3 separate regions of the Mus musculus genome follow, and regions 2 and 3 are each linked to region 1. Evidence: chromatin contacts called from public Hi-C data. All regions are on one chromosome and are shown on one strand. Each heading gives the region's core, a stretch centred on a gene start, on an enhancer-like site or on the middle of the called end of the contact. The rest is flanking DNA. Distances are from core to core; before and after follow the strand shown. Region 1 overlaps Ulk4 (unc-51-like kinase 4). Region 2 overlaps Ulk4 (unc-51-like kinase 4). Region 3 overlaps Ctnnb1 (catenin (cadherin associated protein), beta 1).

Evidence for each region. A called contact is a pair of places that touch in the nucleus more often than the background predicts.
Region 2: a Hi-C map of cortical neurons shows a contact between it and region 1, with 2.2 times the contacts expected there. The contact joins two enhancer-like sites. A contact is called at or near these places in 6 of 484 Hi-C or Micro-C datasets (the N1E-115 cell line, cerebral cortex, cortical neurons and 2 more).
Region 3: a Hi-C map of cerebral cortex shows a contact between it and region 1, with 1.9 times the contacts expected there. The contact joins two enhancer-like sites. A contact is called at or near these places in 6 of 484 Hi-C or Micro-C datasets (Sertoli cells, cerebellar granule neurons, cerebral cortex and 3 more), 1 of 115 datasets of contacts at active chromatin or transcription factors (neural progenitor cells) and 2 of 9 other capture datasets (adipose tissue and pancreatic islet).

Annotation. Positions count from the first base shown.
Region 1 is chr9:121,073,626-121,077,345 of GRCm38.p6, reverse strand. Ulk4 (unc-51-like kinase 4) reads left to right here. Exons shown (of 37, transcript NM_177589.3): 34 at 3,330-3,428. Among named protein-coding and RNA genes, the nearest start is that of Gm34945, 99 kb to the right of the region's middle. Within about 2 kb of position 1,850, at least 17 of the 459 cell types and tissues checked have an H3K27ac peak or open chromatin away from gene starts, as enhancers often do. A contact at or near this core is called in cerebral cortex and cortical neurons, where this site is marked.
Region 2 is chr9:120,999,850-121,003,879 of GRCm38.p6, reverse strand. The region is part of intron 35 of Ulk4 (unc-51-like kinase 4); the gene reads left to right. It overlaps Gm34945 (a long non-coding RNA gene), which reads right to left. Exons shown (of 2, transcript XR_003948093.1): 2 at 3,659-4,030. Among named protein-coding and RNA genes, the nearest start is that of Gm34945, 25 kb to the right of the region's middle. Within about 2 kb of position 1,984, at least 56 of the 459 cell types and tissues checked have an H3K27ac peak or open chromatin away from gene starts, as enhancers often do. A contact at or near this core is called in cerebral cortex and cortical neurons, where this site is marked.
Region 3 is chr9:120,959,429-120,963,209 of GRCm38.p6, reverse strand. Ctnnb1 (catenin (cadherin associated protein), beta 1) reads right to left here. Exons shown (of 15, transcript NM_007614.3): 15 at 2,703-3,781. The coding sequence ends at 3,693. Among named protein-coding and RNA genes, the nearest start is that of Mir7090, 6.2 kb to the right of the region's middle. Within about 2 kb of position 1,304, at least 106 of the 459 cell types and tissues checked have an H3K27ac peak or open chromatin away from gene starts, as enhancers often do. A contact at or near this core is called in cerebral cortex, where this site is marked.

The DNA of each region.
Region 1 (3,720 bases), core at 601-3,100:
CTCCCCCTGCAGCAAGCCATGCCTGTCCCTTCCTGCTGCACAAACAAGGAACCTTTAAGTCTTATTTTCTTCCTTTTTATTTCTTCACCCTGTCTGCCACCAAGCGATGTGGAATTCTACCTCAGATGTCTAGCAAATATAATTACTTTTCTCCAAACCTGATCAGGCTTCTGTCGTCTCTTGCCTGGACTACAGCACCTAGGCAGGTCTAAGACACTGGGTGGTAAGAAAGGGTCAAGTTATAGCCCAGCAGTGACAAGGGACACTGTCTTCTTAGGAAGGAGTCTGTGGGTCAGAGGTAGAGGTGGAAGACCTGGTTGGAAGGACAGTGCTGTGTCATGTAGGGACAGGAGCTCCAGAGTAGCCAGGGGGCCACAGAGCTGGATGTCCGGAGGCCAACCTAGAGAGCGAGATGCCGAGGTGGGGGCACAGGCAGTTCTGGGCTTCTGCAGTTTCTCTGAGCCTCTTGGGAGGCCGCCACATCCACACAAAGTCTTTCACTATACAGGGCTTCCACTACAGACTGGGTGAGTCCTTGCTCTGAGTTTTAATGTGTTCCTCTCATAAGCTGCCAAGTTATGCAAAGTTGAGGTCTCTGGAGTCCCTGACACTGTAGAGAGGTGGCACATAGCTGCCACGGCAGGGTCTAGGCACTGCTTGATGACCCACCGGGTGTCCTGAGGGCAAGTGTTCTGTGGCCTCACCTGCCAGCTCAGAAGCCTTGGGACCGAAGCGCTGGCCCCACCGCCCCTGCTGCAGCCCACATCCTAATTTGCAAGCCTGTCTTAGCCTTAGCAGGAAACATCAGCGCGAGCTCCGCGAGCTCCGGGATAATGTGTTAATGTTTAATGTGCAAAGGCTGCTTCTCCACATCAGCCTGTGCCTCCGAAGGGAAGGCGGGGGATCAACAGCCAAGATGCAGAGAGGCCCAGGTCTCCAGGAGAAAACTGCTTTTCTTAGAAAGGTAGATGAGGAGGAGGCAGAGGGGAGCAAGCTAACAGTTGCTATTCTTCCCCTCAGCCAGGAAAGGTGTCGGATTCTCAACAAAGTCCTTCTGTTCCAATAGTAGCAGTAAGAGAAGCAGGCAGGTGAAATTCCGTTTGTAGGCCTGAAGTGTCGGGGGAGGGGGGGAGTCTTGGCTTTCTACGGATGGACCCTGGAGTCCAGGTTCATGATCTAGGGCAGAGAGGCCTGCTCTGCAAGGTCAGGCTGAGGTCATGTTCTAAAAGCAAAGACAGAGAAGCATCTGAACAAACTGTGCATTCTAAAGCGAAGGCGGTATCGAACCTGTTCTGAATATAAAGCTGTTCATTTCTGTGGTAAAACCCCTTGCAATTAGTTCTATGAAGGCCCATGGGGTATAGCCCAGATCAGAAGGACTTGACTCTTATCCTGGTACAGTTGAAGCCTATGCATAGTGGCTAAAGTTCTCAGGTCCACAGGATCTGGACTGACCTGGAAGACAAGCCTCTAGGCAAAACTGGGAGGAGTTACCTCAACTGTGTTTACTGAGGTGGGGAGACCTGTCTTGACTGGGCAGGACCTTCTGTGGGCAGAGATCCCAGACTAGAAATGAAGAAAGCTAGCTGAACAGGCATGCATCCATGGCTTTCTGCCTCCAGACCTTGGATGCAGTGCTACAGGCTGCTTCAAGCTTCCCTCCGTCTGTCCGGACTTCCCTGCCTCAGGAGATGGTACCCTTGAACTCCGAGCCAGAATAAAGCCCTTCTTCTTCAGCTGCTCTTGTCAGGGTAATTTAATCATAGCAACAGGAAGGTAACCCAGACAGAGTCTCAAGTTGTGGAGAGCCATCCCTGGAGCCTGGCCATGTAGCATGGGATGGGCAGATGCTCTGCGTGGGCGTTACTTGAGCATGTGGTTGCCATTGGAGATCCAACTGAGAATGTGGTAGTGTGCACAGAGACACGGTGTGTGTGTGTGTGTGTGTGTGTGTGAGTGAGTGGTGTGAACTGGGAGTGTAGGGGTGTGCACAGAGACATCCATGGGGATGAGTGGTGTGACTTGGTGTTGGATAGCCTTGGTTTGACCTCTGGCCCAGTTACTTATATGTGACTTTAGATAACTAAATTCAAGTTTCCTTTCATCCCCTCCCCCAATGTTTTTGGTGTGTGTGTGTGTGTGTGTGTGTGTGTGTGTGTGTGTGTGTGGTATATGGCATGCATACATTCAGGTGCACTCAGAGGCCAGAGCGAGTGGTCAGGTGTCTCCCTCCTTCACTCTCTGCTTCCTTCCCTGAGGCAGAGCCTTTCAATAAACCTGAAGCTAAGACGGAGGGCAGTGAGCTTCAGAGAGTCTCCTATCTCCTCCCACACAGCCTTGTCTGGCTCTTCATTTGAGTGCAGGGAATCCGAATTTAGGTCCCTTATTTTAAGTAACAAACACTGTAGCCCACTGAGACATCTCTCTGGCTGTCACCCACAATAAGAGTTTCTACACTTCAATTTTCTCACTTGGAAAGTAGGGCCAGAAGTCTGGAGATAAGGCGCTCACCCAGTGCAGGGAAGATGGGTGCTCACCCACTGCAGGCTATAGAATGTGTGAGCTTTGAATAGGAAATGTCCCCCACTGGGTGTGTGGTTTTGAACTTGTGGTCCCCACCTGGTGGTACTGTTTGGGAAGGTCATGGAACCTCTAGGAGGTGGAGCCTCATTGGAGGAAGAAGGTTGCTGAGTGTGGAGCTTGAGGTTTCCTGATCCACTGAGACATGAGCAGGTGGCCTCAGGCTCCCACCCCCACCCCCTTCACTGACCAGACCCCCAAAGTGTGGCCAGAGTGAGTCCCTCCTCCCCACAGCTCCTCCTTTGCTGTGACCAGAGTGAGTCCCTCCTCCCCACAGCTCCTCCTTTGTTGTGGGATTTGTTTTGAGTCAGGATCCCATTGTGTACTCTTGGCTGGCCTGACATGATTTGTGTCCTAGGCTGGCCTTGAATTCACAAAGCACCATGTTTCACAGAGTTGCACCTTTGAGAGTTTTGGTCTCGGTGATGAGATGAGGAAAGTAACTAACAAAGTGTTCCTCCACAAAGTGTCCCCCCACAAAGTACCCCACCACAAAGTGTCCCACCACCCTTCCTACAGCAGCCCCTCCCCCCTCCTTGTTGTGTTGCCTAGGACTCTTCAGGTCTGCACTGCTGTCACAGTGTCCTGAAGCACAGTGTCCCTTCCAGGGCCTCCATCCTTCCAGCACTTGGGGACAGGGCAGCCCTGCCCTCCTCAGCCCCTCTCATCGTGTCCCCGAGTGCACAGGCCTCACACAGTCAAGCTGACGAACCACCTGGATTCCATGCATTTCCTTTCCTTTGTTCCAGGTCCAGAAGTCAGGCTCAAGAGGGGACACACAGGCTGCAGAGGACCTGCTGCTTCTCAGCAAACCACTCACAGACCTCATCAGCCTGCTTATCCCACTGGTAAGGGCTCACCTGTGTGCATCTGCAGAAGTGCAGAGACTGAAACAATTTTATCTGAATTTCACAAATGCGTGAGCTCCTGTTATTTTGATTCCCTTCAGAACTGGAACCAAAGGAGCCCCCAGCGGCCACTTGTTTTATAAAATACTAAATTTATACTTGACTTTAGGCCAGGTGGCTTATCACTGAGATAATATTTAATGTCCAAGTAAAATGCTGTACATATATTAAATGAGCTCTTGAGAGACAGATGTGTAATAGTGGGTATGAACTACACAGTGAGACCCTGTCT
Region 2 (4,030 bases), core at 735-3,234, 74 kb after region 1:
TGGGTCTTCCCTCATCATTAAGCCGCTGTGGAAAGGTCACCTTTGCACGCCAATACTCAGTGTCTCTGAATCCAGTCAAGCAGACAGTTGAAATTAACAGTCACAAACAAATCCTGAATCAGGAATCCCTGCAAATTTTAAAACTGGGCTTCCACTTATGCCTTTATGGAGATGGAGCTTCCACTGATCTCGCTTTGCCTGGTGCCTCCACACTGCATCAACCCCGCTTCTGTAACTCACCTCTGTAGTTTGATTTGAATTGGCCCCTGTACTGGCTAGTTTTGTGTCAGCTTGACACAGCTGGAGTTATCACAGAGAAAGGAGCTTCAGTTGAGGAAATGCCTCCATGAGATCCAACTGTAAGGCATTTTCTCAATTAGTGATCAAGGGGGAAGGTTCCCTTGTGAGTGGGACCATCTCTGGGCTGGTAGTCTTGGTTCTATAAGAGAGCAGGCTGAGCAAGCCAGGGGAAGCAAGCCAGTAAGTAACATCCCTCCATGGCCTCTGCATGCTTCCTGACCTGCTTGAGTTCCAGTCCTGACCTCCTTGGTGATGAACAGCACGGTGGAAGTGTAAGCTGAATAAACCCTTTCCTCCCCAACTTGCTTCTTGGTCATGATGTTTGTGCAGGAATAGAAACCCTGACTAAGACAGCCCCTAAAGGCCTGTGTGCTGTGGGTGTGGTCCCTGATGTTGTTATTGAGATGTGACACGGTCCTTTGAGCCCTGGGGCCTGGTGGGAAGGTCTTTGGAAGCCTGCCTCCAAAGGGGCCAGTCCAGCTCAAGCCCCTCCTATGTTTTCACTTCCCTCCGTGACTGGCCATTAGTTCTGCCCCTTACTGTCAGGGTGCATGTACTACCATCCCCAGCCCTAGGAACAATGCAGCCTGCAGCCAGGGACGGTGAGAACTCTGAAACCAGGAGCCAAATCGACCCTTCCTCTCCATGCTGATCATCTCTGGCATTTGTTGTAGCGACGGGGAGCTGACTGACACACCCCTGTCCCCTGCCTCTCTCTCTTCTCATCTCGGTGTCCACACCTTCCCCTCTGTCTGGGGAAGGTTCTGACCTCTTGCCCTCTGTCTCACTTGCCAGCATCCCTCTGAAAATGCACTATCTAGGTATGTGTGGGTTCCCTGCGATGTTCTGCCACAGAGCACAGGCTGCCCTTCCATGGGCCTGACCCAGGTTTTCTGTTGCCGATCACACCCCACCTCTAACCCTCCAGACTCCAAGCTTTTAGATACTGTAGTCACACATGCTGTGTAGCGCCCTCTCTTCCTCCTGTTCCCAGGAGCGGAGGGGGGGGGGGAGGTCATTCTTCACCCTCACTGTGGAGTACTCCAACCCTCCTACTCCCTATGTCTTCCTAGGGTTGACCATCCCAGTCTGTCCGGATCCCCCACACCCCCAGGGTTCTGACATCGGCATGCCTTGCTCTTCTGGCTTCAAGCTCAGGCATGCTGAGTCTTCTTCACTCAAGTTGGCAGTTGGGTCCGGTCTGACTTCACAAAGGCCTTGAGGATGGGAGATGCTCAGATTTCAGTGTGCCCCTCAGCTCTGACTCACCCGTACAGCCTGTTCCCTGAGGAAAGAAGAGCCGCCATGCCATGCCATGCCATGCGTTAAGCTTGGCCCTGGTCCCTTTCTGAAAACTCCTCTTAGCTATTGCTCTTTATACTCAATGGTTAATTGCATGCCTTGGTGCTCATGGAGGTGGCTGGGGCAGGATGGCGCCACATAAACACACGTTATCACGGTAATTAGCACCACCAGTACTTAAGCAGGCTGGCAACCCTGGGCAGCCTCTGGCACAGAATGGGTGTGTATTGAGATGCAACCACCACACATCTGGATTCTGGTTTCCATAATGGCTGTACTTGAAAGCGATGCAAAGGCGTTAATTACATTAATAGGGGTCCTAGGGCCGCTTCTGTCCTCGGTGGAGGGGGTGTGGCTTCTGGAGACCACAGAGGAGGCAGGAAGCCAAACTATCCCAGGGAGAAGGAGGACACAGGGTGTAGGAACTCTGCCAAGGAAAGTGGGGGATGGGGCCTAAGTGGCCGAGATCTGCTGCGACTGAGGTATACTTGGAACAGTGAGGTAAACCTAACAGGGTGGAATTTGCTGCAATTTGCTCTTGGACAAAGTGCCCTGGGGACTTTGTCCAGCAGGACATTTCCCAGGATGCACTGAGCAAGAAGGTAAATGGAAGCTGCCAAGACTGACCTTGCCTTCTCTGCACAGAAACCTCCCTCTCCTTCCAAACTTCTTTTTCCTTTTCCTTCTATTTATTCTCTGTTCATCTCCCCAAAGGAAATAAACCGAATCACCCTTAAAGCTAAGATCCTGCGCCATTCACCTCATTAAAAACCTGTAAACGGCAGGCAGGCACCCAGCACCTATGCGCAGTGATAGCTTTCTTACAGTGTCTCTCCTGGTCCACCTGTTAGAGCTCCCACCCACAGCATCTGCCAGGGCCCTGCCACCCTCTCTTGGGAGGTGGGAAGGGGGCTTGCCTGCTCTGACTGAGTGCTGTCTGGTTATGTTATCCCTGTCTTCTGGGCCTTTTACCATGTCTATCCTCAACCCAAAACACATGCTCTCTCAGAAGCCTTTCTGAATAGCTTGAAATAAACCGTCCAAATTTTCCTTTGCCTGGGAAACATCTACGTTGTATCCTGTCAGCTGCCTTGGCCTTGAGACAGACTCTACCCAGTATCTTTCCTTGACTCTTAACAAAGAGGGTAGTGTGGTGACGTCACCCTACCAAGAGTATAAACATCCTTCCTGGAATGAGTACCCTTGCCAGCCACTGTGGGCCGATGAAGCAAAGAGCTGGGGACTGCCGTGCAGACTGCTCCATCAGCACTCTTAACTTGCACATTAGTTAATAATGAATTAACTGCAAACCTGTATTCAGGAATCAAATATGAAGAATAGTCTGTATTGATTTGTGAGACATGATTGTGTTCTCAGTACCAGAATACTGGATCTGCTGCCTGCAGAGAGAGCTGTGTGGAGCATCTCTTTCAGGGAGCCTGAGCTGCAAACACCTCCCACACTCCCAGCCCACACACGCTGAGGCCTGTAGTGGCAGCTACACCAATGCCCTGTGCCATGACTCTGCCCAGAAGATGATAAAGACCGTGTTCTGCTCTGTTACATATGTGTAAATGGATTATGCATATGTATAAGTTAATTTATAAATATACATGCATGAATACATATGCATAGAATTCGTTCATACTGTGGGTGTTTTGTTTATAAGAATAAAATTCTTTCTTCAGGACCAGGAATACCTCACCTGAGATTTCCATGTCTGGATGTTTTTTGTTAGAGGCCCAGACTCATGTAGAGACTGGCTTCAAACTCCCTTTGTAGCCTAGGATGGCCTTGAACTCCTGATCCCCCTGCCTCTAACTCCTTAGCCCTGGGATCATGGGTATGTTCAGCCACACATGGCTTATGCAGTGTGTCATGGGTTCAAAGCCAGGCCTTCATGCATGCTAGGCCAGCACTGAGCTCCCGCTCTGGCTTCGATGGTGGTGTATCTGGAAACTGTTTCCAACCAGGACAGTGGCGCATATTCTGGAATTTGCCAAATGAATAAGCATTGGATTAAAAAAATCTGTGTAATTTACAGACCAACACGAACTCCTCTTCCTTTTCACTTTAATAAATTCCTCTTTGTTTTTATTACTGTGTCTGCACACACATGTGCACAGGTGCACACATGCTATGACACACATGCAGATGTCACAGGTGTTCTGCCTCCCACCATGGACTGGGGGGAGGTGGGCAGGCTGTCAGAGTTGCACAGCTTACACTTATCCGATGACCCCCATTCCAGTTTATATTAGAGCTTAGCTTGCCTTTGAAGAGTTGATGTTTGGGCACTGGGCGGGGGGGGGGGGGGTATCTCCTGTAAGCTTACTCGTGGCTCACCTTGGTTCCTCAGGCTTCCTGTGACACCCCAGCTTCAAGCTTACTTTTGAGGCCTCGTTTCTCTGAGTGACCAGATTGGCAT
Region 3 (3,781 bases), core at 55-2,554, 110 kb after region 1:
AAGCAGAGCACCAGGCAGGCGGCTGGCCCCAGCTCAAGCCTTTGCCCTAAACCATAGCCTGAAAGTAGGGGCTGGTTGTGCTGCCCTCAAGAAATACCAGAAAGTAAGTGGCCACAGCTGCCCTGAGGATACCTAGGTAGCTGTGGTGGCCATCTTTTGTTTTCTGTGTGCACTCACAGACTCCGGGGACCCTGGGCTGGCATATCCTGTGCTCTATTCCAGCAGAGAGCTGCTGCACAAGGTGAGTGGAGGGTTTGCTCCCCCATCCCAGCCAGCTCACAAACGGCCTTTACTCCCTTCCCCAGACACTGAAAAACCAGCCACAGTCCGGGTGGCTCAGCTGTGGTAACCTCAAAGGCAGCACAAGAAGGCAAAGAATCATTGGCCTCTTGTGACTTTCTTGGTCATATGGTTGGCCTAGGCAGAAGCTTGGGACCCCAGTGGTAGAGGATGTGACTAGCAGCTTTAACCAAGAGGCAACAGGCCCAGAATCACAGATGCTACTCAACCTTGTGCAGCAGGTAGTCTCTTTGTTTTTGTAGTGGCTCTGTTCAAGACCCCATATGCCCCAAGGGCAGCAGCCATGTTCTACTTTTCTATTGATGCACTCAGCCACACTGGAGTCTTTTACTGAATGCTCACTAAAATGGCCATGTGACAGCTTATTTAGCTGTTGGGAGTTTCTATTACCCACAATGCTCTGCCTTTGACAGCACCTCAAGCTCTTGAGAATATCTGGCTTACAGTCTGCTGGCCCCACCCCAAACAGACACAGGGTGTGGTTTCTATTGTTCATGAAGATCTCTTGGAAATACAAATGGCACTCTTCCCAGTCTAAGAGGTCTTTGCCTCTCCTTTTGAAAAATTGTGTGCCTGTCCACCCCAGTGCACTGCTCTCTGGGGTCCGTTGCCTTCCACTTTGTGAAGACAGTGCCTTTTTAAAAACACAATCTCACTTTCATTTACTGGGTACCACTGCTGCTTGTGGAATGGGGAAGTTGGCTTCCCCTCTGCTACCTGGATCAACTCTGACCCGCTGAGTCATCTCACCAGCCTGAGGCAGGGTTTCTCTTGCCACATCTGGCTTTTTAAAAATACAGGCTCCAGAACTCCAACTAGGATGACCAGGTTTTCGCCTGCTGAGCCAGCCCTCTCTGGGGCTGCTTGCTTGGCCTCACCACTGACTGAAGAGACCTATAACTTCTTCTAATGTTGGCAGTTGAGGAGTCAGGGGTAGGAGAATGGACAGACCACATTCCACAATGCTGCCTTCTCCTTCAGATCTCACCAGTTTATAATTGTACTCAGGATACTACTTTCAGGAGGCAGTGTGGTAGAAGATCTCTCTCTAGAGAACAGACAGCCATCAGACCTGTCAGATCAAGAGCAGCTGCTTATCTTGCCAGCACCTTTCACTATCAGGACCCAGATCAAAGTACCTCATCTGTGCCCTTGGCGTGGTGGCTGCTGCAGAGGAAGGAGTCAGGTGTCTAGCTCCCAAGGACAGCTCAAAACTGGAGCTGCAGTCAGAAAGCTGCTCTGGAAGCCCCATCTTCCCTTCCCTTCACCTGCACCTGTGTCAGAACCAGGACAGCTGCTTAGGAGCTCCCACCTACAGCATTGCTTCAGACGTGTGGGTGCCTGCCAGCATCCTGTGCACCTCACCCCTCCAGGCATGCCTCTGTGAATGCTGCCCTACCGAGTGTGCTAAAGTGCTAGTAGAGTATGGTGTTTGCTTTCCTACAAGCCTCCAACCACTGCCCGTGAGGCATGCCTACATCTCAGACAGCACCCATCTGCACTTCTGTCCCTTTGCCACCTCTGCAGGTAGGACTTGGCTCTGTATCATCCTTGTGCTTCTAGGTATTCCAGAACTACCACCATACGGAATACCCTGCTGCGGTCCCTCACATAAAAGGGTGACTGGAGTAAAGCTCTACCCCTGTTAGCCGGACCCCACCAAGGTATCTCTGAGGACTTCCTCACAGGACCCTCTTCCTCCTGTGAATTTAACAGGCACAATCTTAAGACTCAGGAAAGCACAACACAAATTCTCACTTTTTAGAAAACCCAACCACGAGTTGTAACACATCTTTCTTTGTAGGAAATGTGTACAAAGTCTGCTTGACAGACCTACCACCAAAATGACAGATCATCTGGCAGGCCACAGGGAAGGAGCCCATTTTGGTTTTAAGATCAGATAAACACGGTTACTGGTTGAAATGACTAGAAGGGTTGTCCTCTCCAAGTGAGCCTCACTAGCAATGATGTTTAAGTTCAAACCCAGGCAGAGCCTCACTCCTGCAGTGGGACGGCAGCAGCCTAAGGAGGCTTAGTCAGCTTAGTCAGCTCCAGCTCTAGCTGCTGCTCAGTGTAGCACAGAGACTACTGCAGGAAGCCTGCCTGCTCCTGGGCGAGAGGGTGAGCTGAAGGGCTGGTTACACAGGCTTCCTCAGCCCTTTGGTCAGAAGTGCAGTCAGCCAGTGACAATATTCAAGGCCTACAAAGGCTTCCTTCCTGTGGTTTGCCTGGGTTTTGATGTGACACTGCTAAGGGTCACCGAGCACTCCCATCCAGACTTGGTCCTTCTCTACCCAGACAGCCCGGGTACCCCGACAGCGCCCCTTCCTTCCCCTGGGCAAGCTGGGCGCCTTCATCACCCTGAGCAACCATCTCACGACAAACAAACAAAATGACACAAGTGAATGAATTAAAAGTTTAATTCTGAACCATTTCTATAACCGCATCTGTTGAAGCATTGTATCACAGCAGGTTACAACAACTTTGGGATAAAAGGCAACTGGTATACTGTCCAAAACAAGGCTCAAATAACACCTCTTACTGATTTACCCTACCGCACGTATCCCCGATAAAGTTTTTGTTCAAAAACATGAAATAGATCCACCTGCTTATTTTAAGCATATTAAAAAGGAAACTAATCGGACCATTTCTATCTGTCTATTTATACAAAAGGCTACACAATGTTACACGTCTCCAGATTACAATTAGCGTGATTATGAATTAGTGTTCTACACCATTACTCGGTTCTTAGAAATCAGAAATTGCTGTAGCAGGTTCACTAGAACATAACACTACTTAAAAACTAACAGTTACTGCAAAAAATAAAAGCAAGCAAAGTCAGCACCACTACAGATATTAAAACAAAGAACAAGCAAGGCTAGGGTTTGATAACGCCATCTTGTGATCCATTCGTGTGCATTCTTCACTGCGTGAGTCACTCCCCAAATCCATTTGTATTGTTACTCCTCGACCAAAAAGGACCAGAACAAAAAGCGTACTTCGACTGTTCCCATAGGAAACTCAGCTTGGTTAGTGTGTCAGGCACTTTCTGAGATACCAGCCCACCCCTCGAGCCCTCTCAGCAACTCTACAGGCCAATCACAATGCACGTTCAGACACTACAGCTGTATAGAGAGAAAGGCTGCTATTAATGTTGAAAACAGCAAATGTTACTCATCTGAGTATAACGCTGCAAAAGCTGTGGCAAAAACATCAACGTGAGAAACTTCCACACATGAACATCTCCTTCCAAGGTATGTATCTGTTTGGTGGCAGATTTACAAACAGGCCTAAAACCATTCCCACCCTACCAAGTCTTTCTGGAGTTCTGCAGGCAGAGTAAAGTATTCACCCACACTGGCTTTTATAAGCTTTCTTACCTAAAGGACGATTTACAGGTCAGTATCAAACCAGGCCAGCTGATTGCTATCACCTGGGGGCAGCCCATCCATGAGGTCCTGGGCGTGTCCCAGATCAGGCA